2 separate regions of the Gasterosteus aculeatus genome follow, and region 2 is linked to region 1. Evidence: chromatin contacts called from public Hi-C data. All regions are on one chromosome and are shown on one strand. Each heading gives the region's core, a stretch centred on a gene start, on an enhancer-like site or on the middle of the called end of the contact. The rest is flanking DNA. Distances are from core to core; before and after follow the strand shown.

Region 1 (4,080 bases), core at 847-3,346:
TTACCGTATGATTTGGACCGGCTACTACTTTAACAGGAAACTTGTTTTTAGCGGTTTAAGCAAAGCAAATTCACCTGAATCCAAAGTCTTTGTTAAACAAATGATTCTCCTACAGCCAACATCATCTTGGATTTCTGCTCCGTTCAATCCGAATCGCAGATGGAACCCTTTTCAGTATTCATGCCCTTTTGGTATTCAGCCTCTCGGCCATCTCTCGTCTCGAGACGAGTCCTGCTCTCCCTCTCTGCGAGTCTCTTTGTTCTTTTTAAAAAGTGCTCGTCTCCCACTGAAGCCGCCGCTGCTATCCGCGTCTTTGATGTAAGTCGGGGAGACGGCAGTGAGTCCTCACCTGTCAGCTTTCATGGCTCCCCGAAGGTTGACTTTGAGCCGTTGTCTGTTAAATTGGGATTGATCGCAACAACAGGAGTCACGCAGACACACACACACGCACACTAGAGTGGGGCCCGGTGGGTTCCCTGACAGGCGACCGTTTTTCATGGGTGGACGAGGCAGTTTGATGTGAACACGGAAGCCATTTGTTTGGAGTTTAATTTCCTCCCATTGCAGTAGAGGGATGTAAGGCGAGGTAACGGGATACTTGAGGAATGGCTAATGGCCGCATCAGTTTAGAAGACTTATTGGAAAGAGTGGCTGAAACGGACGTGTTACAGTGAAAGGATGACTGTTTGTCGCGGAGCCCTCGACTACAGCGTTCCTCCTGCTGATGATCTCTTTCGGTCGATTCTTGCCTCCACTCGCCGTCACTGCCTCAGCAACATGGCAGCTGCGTAATTGTCAAACTTCACGCTGGGGGCTGTCAAGCCCTACGTGCAGGCTGGGATTTCAAAAGCATCCCTCCCACATTTTCCCTCCGAAATTTCTCTTCCATTGCGGTCTTTCGTGGAGGCGAAACTGTATCTGTTGCTGTTTGCTGGAAACAAGGAGCGGAGGTGGAATCCGATTGGCCCCTGTGGGGAGCGGCAACATAAACACTAAATGGGAAAGTTTGAGAGCATCCCCCACTCCGCCTCGCGAGCTCAGAGCCAAAGACCGCCTGATCCCCGGGCCGCTTCCAAAGCCATCATTGATTAGGAGAGAACTTTGCCAAATGGAATCTCGAATGAAGTCTACTCATCTGCAGTGTGAGAATGAGTGGGGGGGCGGGGATTGAAAAGTAAAGGGAAGACAGAGAGTGAGAGAGACCATTAAAACAGAGGAGAGCCCCCCCTGGATGCTACTGTCAGCTGTGGGAACCCAGATGAAAGTGGTGCAGCTAAGAGCGCTCTTTGATCGTGCCTTTGTGCGATAAACATCTCGCCATGCCAGCCGTGCTCGGTGCATCGTGCCAGCCCGGCCGGGAAGGTGAAGGGCTTTGAGCGGCCTTCCAGCTCGCCTTTTGCTCAGGACCAGCAGGCGTTTGCCAGAAAGCTGTCTGCAGCACAGACTCACCCCCTCACACACACACACACACACACACATTACACACACATTCTCCAGCTGACTGCTCGCACTTTCCCTTTCAGTCTCTTTTCCCCTCACTTTGTCTTTCTCTCTCTCTCTCTTTCTCCATCTCACTCCCCCAACCCTTGATCTCCTTTTTTTTTAAGTACTCGTTAAAGATGCAACCTCCATTCCAGAGGCGGCTCGCGCTGAGGAACAGGAGTCCTATTTGAACCAATGATCATCAGGTTCTCAAAATTAAAAGTGGGCAGGGAGTTCATACCGTGCAGTTCCCTTTTTTTGGGGGTACTGTGTGTTGTAATAGTAATACGAGCTGTTGAATATTTCATGTTTGGCGCTGCTTTGAAATGGTGCAGGTTTGCGACGTTATGTGTAACAAGGGAGGTATGAGGGAATTCTGCCAAGGCTGCCTGAAATAAATCCTCTCCTCGTCTTTTTTCCTTAAAATATGAGGCAATAGATATAGCGCTCGAGCTCTCATCTTCAGCTTGTGCCTGGACTGTGACAAAGCCATATGGTGATTTTGATTCAGTGAAAAAGAGGACAGGATTTACTCTGACTTCCCAGCTAACGCAGAGAGCCGAGCCTGTGCGTCCGACGAACGGTGGAAGAGGGAGTCGGGGAGAGAGAGGGGAGGAATGCCATGCATGTGTGGGGAAGTGGTTTTTGGCAGTGCTTGAAATTAATGATCTCAACATGTGTTATAGTTGAGAATCAGCAGAAAGCAAAGTGAAGGCAAAAGCACTTGCAGTACAGCCACACGGGGGCCGCGGATCGAGCAACCACAAGGAACTGCGAGACAGAAGCTGTGGGGGGAAAGAAACTTTTGAGAAAGAAAAAAACATATTCTTTTCATACAAAGAGTCAACTTTAATGCTACAAAAGTCTGGAGCTTCACTTCCAGATGTAAAAAGAAGCCGGCGGCCGTGCGAGGACATTTGGACCTTGGCACGGTCCACTTATTTCACAAAGAAACGATTGGTTTTACCGGCTCTGTGGAGCTCAGGGAGAGACGTGCCAATCAGCGTGTGACAGTTAAACAGAAAGCTTTGACACATGGTGATGACGTCGTGCGACACAGCAACTCTTATGGAGTGCATATTTCACGCAGATGGCTGGTTTATGAATATATGGCCCTGGGTTCATGATGCGTGGTTGAGCAGCAATAAATGAGCCTCTTCTGGATAAATATATGCTTTTATAGGCAGGGGAGGGAGCAGAAATGGGGAAGAGGGGCGACTCATTGGAAGTCTGACATCAAATATCCATCGCACTATGAAAAAAACAGGTAATAAATGTGAGAGAAGAAATGGTATCGGAGACACTTGTATTTGATGTTGTCAAAACCTTGTTGCTACAATTTAGGTGATTTTCATGTTTCAACCGCAGCTGAAGGATTGTGTGGGCCATGATGAGGCGAAGGGATTGAGGAGCACCCGGGGTTTGGGTTTAATTTGAGAGCCAAAGTTACACAAGCATGACTTTTATTTGACATTTGGATCATTCCCCATTAAAGTGGACTTGCAATAGAAACGAATGTGAAAAGATCTGTGCTCTTTCAATGCAATATACAGTATGGATGGCAGAATTATACACCAATCGACTTTGCTGATAAAAGGCCAAAGACGTCAGCAATTGAAATAAAAAACTATGTATATTTATTAATATTGGTGGTCAGACATTGCTCTTCTGAATGCTCCGGAACTCCACAAGAAATGAGTGGCACACAAAAGCTGCTACAAACAGAATATAATTAGGTGGAATTGGTTGTAGAAAAGTAAAACAGTACTTTTTTTTTATGTTCGTAGAAGAACTTTTCACATCCTTCCGACCGGCTGAGGAGAAGCGGAAGGAAACCTCACGCTGGCATTCGAATCCCAGCGGTGGCGCAATCGATTCATCTTAAAGACGACGGCAAAAAACATTGAGTGAGATATCACCAACTGTGTCAAAGTGTGAGGGGGGAAGGGTGTGTGTGGGGGGGCGAGGGGGGTGCCAGAGCCCACGAATGCGTATCCAACGTTGTCATTGGCCACTCGCCTGTCTGCCTCGTGGAGAACATCCGCCGCTGACAAGAGGTGAGCCCCGGCTCCTCGCTCTCTCTACGCATCAGTTTTGGATCACTACTCCCAAAATCAGAGCCCGGGGTGGAGGGGGGGGCCCGCATAATGTGACAGAGCCTGTCTATGCCTTTTTTTTTTTTTTTTGATGCCTGAGGAATGCTCAACCAGAGCAACCCCTGTCAGGAAACCTGCCGTGGGCCTAGACACAAAGACATCCAGGAATATGAGGAGGGGGATGAGTCTGAAAGTTGCAACAAAAACTAAAAATGATGGGATAAACAAGAGTGCAGTGAAAAAGAAGGTTGATCCATCAAAACTGTAAAATATACAGCTCATTCAAACGCTATCAGCACATAATAAGACTGCACTTTTCATTAAACTGCCCCAGTGGACCAGCTAAATGTATTCTCAAATAATGGCAGTCAGATTTAATGACATTATGAGCCATTAAAAAGAAAACGGTGACTGATGTTATCATCTCCTTGTTTCACATTGATCGCCATATCTGATATCTTGTTTCATATCACTCCCCGTCTAATGTGGCAACAGCTGTGGA
Region 2 (4,142 bases), core at 427-2,926, 140 kb before region 1:
TCTGAGGCCAGAGCTGCACAAGAATGGAAAATACACTGTATCGTGTGTGTGTGTGTGTCTGCCTGCCTGCCTAGACCCAGTGTGAGGTTCAGCATATTTATGTGAGACTGATAGAGTTCTTCTGCTGCAAGAGGACTGCGTGCTGCTTTACTAAACTAATAATTGTCTTTTTAACATTGTTTATTTTTCTCGTCAACATGGATGCTTGTTTGTAGGCAGTGCTGTGCTGGGTAGCTGTCACATATAAGTTAGATGTGTAAGACTAATGTTTCCCACGGAATAAAAATCAGACTTGAGAACTATAACCTATTGGTGTCACGTTTTTTTTATTTAACCACTCGATTTCTCATTTCATTTGCCTTAAAGAAGCTCCCCCCTCCTGATTCTATATGGCGTATAAAGTTGTATATTGATAATTTAATTTGTTCGGGAAAAACCAAAGCAAATCCGCACAAATGTGTCTTGCGAAGTTTTCCACAGTTGAGAGTTCTAATGCCCAGTTTTCTTTTGTGTGTTGAGCCTGGAGCGAGGAACAACCAATAAACCCTGATCAGAGACCCGCTGCTGATGTCGGGCTCTTTAATGTGAGCAGGCAGCTGACCCCGCAGGGCTCGCAGGACGTCAGCACAAGAATCTTGAACTAGATTCCCCTTGTGATGGGAAGCCAGAGTGCGGAAATCAAAACGTCCGACGCATGAGGACGACTTTGTCCAGAGCTCGGCTGCAGCGGCACTTGTAGGCGGTTTAGGGGAGACTCACTGAGGCAGGTTAAAGGAGAACTGCATTGGTAGAGACGGGAGGAGACCAACTCATGAAAGATCCTTTCCATGAGCATGAAGATGGTGTTAACACTCAATATATAAAGCATATCACAAGCCCAAGATTTCATGGCTGCACCAGCAGCAGATTAGTGCTTACGGAATGAGTTAGAGCACCGGCTCTGGGGCCTCAGGGGGCCACTGGAGCAGAGCCTCTGTTTGACGTTTAGACAGCTGAAGACAAAGTGACCCAGAGACACAAAAGCGCAGCACTGTGATCTTTGGTTTCCTTTTGAACAACGACAGTCCGACCGTGTTCGTGGGCTCATGAAGAAATGCTTCTTTAATGATCTGTTGCCATTCAGTTGGTTTATGCTAGAACACCGGTGGAGAAATACATGGCGCGCCAATGAAAGCAAAACACACCAGATTTGTATAGTAACATCTTAGATTAAAAAAAAAAAAGTAGTTCAGATCCTTTAGACTTGTGTTCGCCTTTTCCAGTCAATGTAAATATGTGTGCATATATGGGTAAAATGTAGAAGCATCTCTTAAAAAGCTTCCCAGACTCACAGCCAGCAGGTGGCGGCCGCGCGCTGCGTGTGCGCCCGGAGCCCGGGTTCACCGGGTGCATGACGACACGGATTCCCTCCATCAGTCGCCGTCCACTCCTGCGCGGCACAACTCTGCACAGAGCAGATTAGGCGCGTGAGGCCTTGTGTGAGCCGTGCGTGTGTCTGTAGCCGTAATTAGGAATTTATCTTATCATTTGAAAGCAAATTCCGATTTCCCATGGGTGTATTAATTGTGTATACATGTAATTGGGGCTGCTTTTTCCTGCATAAATGCACCTTCCTTTTTTTCTTTTTTTTCTTCTCTGTCTCAACTAGTAATTACATGCATATATGGCCTTGCCGAGGCCATCGCTTAGCGACAGCACGGTGACGTCGAATGTAATTTGAAGCTAAAGCTACCTGAATCACCTTTACTCCCCACGGACCCCCCTGGAATAATTATTGTCCTCGACTTGTACCGGGGCGTTTAATTCAGCCTCACACCCTGGGCACAAAAAGAGGCCCCCCGTCCCTGTAATTTGCTCGGACCCCGATGGGCACATGATTCATTGTGGAGGCATTTTCCTCCGTTGCTGGCTAACGTTACTTCTGAGCATGAAATTAGCAAATTCAATAATTTGGGTTGATTTAAGAATGCGAGAGGGGACCGCGGGGCCACGTGCCCATAGGTAATCAATACTAATTACCATTTCACCCCCCCCCCCCTCTATTTATCCTCCAGAATCACGTGTGGATCTCATCTCATTGGATTGATTAAAGGTTGCAAATGAAGGGTCCTCACTCCCCTATTCTCATCAAAGGCCAAGCACACTCTCGCCAACTTTGTCTTCATTTAATTCTACGTTGTCTTCAGACAAGGCCCCCAATTATAAGCTCGCAGTGAATCTCCATGATGGCTGGCGCACATTGACCTTTTTTCAGATTAAAAGCACATTGTCCTCTCATGGAGTCCCATAGTGTCCAATTTCCCGTCTAATGGACCACAATGGTTGGAATTGTTGCGCTGTAATAAAGAAGTGCAGCAGTGCTAAAATAAGATTACTATAAAGGTATTGTGATAACAACAGCGACGAGAGCCAATAGATGCTGGCTGGCTGAGATTGGAAAAGCAATATTTTTTTATTTATTTTCAAATGAATCACACACATGACATTCACAATGAATATTTATGAATAAATAAATCCATGCAAAAACAAATGAACACATAATACATTCCAGGGGAGAGATGAAAAAGCGCAGAGCAGCAGAAGATATAGATTTCAGATACTGCAGTCCCTGCTGGCGGAAAACGTATACTTTGCAGGAGCTGGTTCCCAAATAAACGAGTGAGTCACATGACCTGTTTCCAGACATTGGACAAGGGATTTGATCCACTTCTCACACACACACACACACACACACAAACACGCACACACAAGAGAAGCTCTGGCTTAAAACAAGCCCAGCGAGTCGCACTCCAATTTGGACTTCCCACAATGCAGCAGGCGAACAAGCGTTATCCTCACACAATTAAGACACCCATGGAGGCTTGGAACGCTCTCAATTCCATTAGCCTCTGTGCTGTTTTCATCTGTCCACTGAGCCCGAACTTACTTATTGGTACAAGTCTGCCGTATTTTGTTGGGGAAGCGATTAGCAGAATCTACATGAAAAGGCAATTCCCCCCCACGTCTTTTCTATCCCCACTGTCACACTTCATTGGGATCAGACAGATCTAAAGAATGGCCTTTGTTCACTAATGAAATTGTCTATGCGTCATTTCCAACGTTAACCTTTGGACGGAAGCCACTTTTGTATTTATCTACTGGTTTCTGCGTTGGCTAAACCCCCCTCCCCAGTTTTCACCAAAGGCCGTGGGCATTGGCTGGCAGTCGGCTTAGAGACCGCAGCTCCACTTTGATGTATTGGAGTTAATATCTTCCTGACATTTCTCAGGACAGATTTTCGTCACTGGATTCATCTGTACTTTTGGGGCTACGTGATGAATGAGTCGGGACATTCATTTTCCTCCCCTCGTCTCCCTCTTCTGCCGAGTAAGGATGTGTGCGTGTAAATATGTATCTACTGGTGAGATGCAGGCGCGTGAATCTCTTCATGAGGTTGGTCCTGCATGACTGTGTGTGTGTGTTCCTTTCGGGAGTCTGAGGCGAGCGTATACTTGTGACATGAAATAGATGGCGAAATGAATGGAACTGACACTAATTTGACAGAGCGCTCACTAACATGCAAAGTCACTCGCACTTCATAATAATATTAACTGTGCATTAACATGCAGGGCTGTCTGTTCCTCCAGATGCCGGGCCGGGCCCGTTGTAGACGGCTTTGAATAGGGGGGTGTCATTGTTTTTAGGGCTGTATGTACAGGTGGGCTGTGTACAGTAATCCAGTGTCTCTCCACAATATATGGAGCAGCCACCCATTGGAAAGCACACAGCTGTAAATAGAATAGAATCAGAATTTTGGTTGACTTTTCTACACTATTGAAGTAATCCGTACATGTACTCCGTACATGCTTCTCCCAATCACTGGTTTTGGCTCTAAAACAGCAGCGGCAATCACAGTCAGCAGTGGTTGACTGTGGGCCACTGGTGGAAAAAAGGGAAAATGCATGCAGTTGAAGAGCAGAAGGTTTTCTATATCGTAAGGGAGCCTATATGGCACTAAATTGTGTTTTCTCCATAAAAGGGAACCCTTCAGTGGACTGTATTTCGTTTTCTCGACTGCCAAAGCAACGTAGAGGGCAGTTCATTATGTTTTCTCCATTGGAAGGGCACCCTAGGAGGCACTTTATCCTATTTTCTTGTCTGGA

The links. A called contact is a pair of places that touch in the nucleus more often than the background predicts.
Region 2: a contact with region 1 is called in a Hi-C map of skeletal muscle, with 2.7 times the contacts expected there. The contact joins two enhancer-like sites. A contact is called at or near these places in 6 of 6 Hi-C or Micro-C datasets (blood and trunk muscle, liver, skeletal muscle and 2 more).

Annotation. Positions count from the first base shown.
Region 1 is chr21:9,334,412-9,338,491 of fGasAcu3.hap1.1, reverse strand. No RefSeq gene overlaps it. Among protein-coding and RNA genes, the nearest start is that of LOC120812113, 51 kb to the right of the region's middle. Within about 2 kb of position 2,096, at least 2 of the 9 cell types and tissues checked have open chromatin away from gene starts, as enhancers often do.
Region 2 is chr21:9,477,550-9,481,691 of fGasAcu3.hap1.1, reverse strand. pfkpa (phosphofructokinase, platelet a) reads left to right here. Exons shown (of 22, transcript XR_013453975.1): 22 at 1-305. Among protein-coding and RNA genes, the nearest start is that of pfkpa, 18 kb to the left of the region's middle. Within about 2 kb of position 1,676, at least 3 of the 9 cell types and tissues checked have open chromatin away from gene starts, as enhancers often do.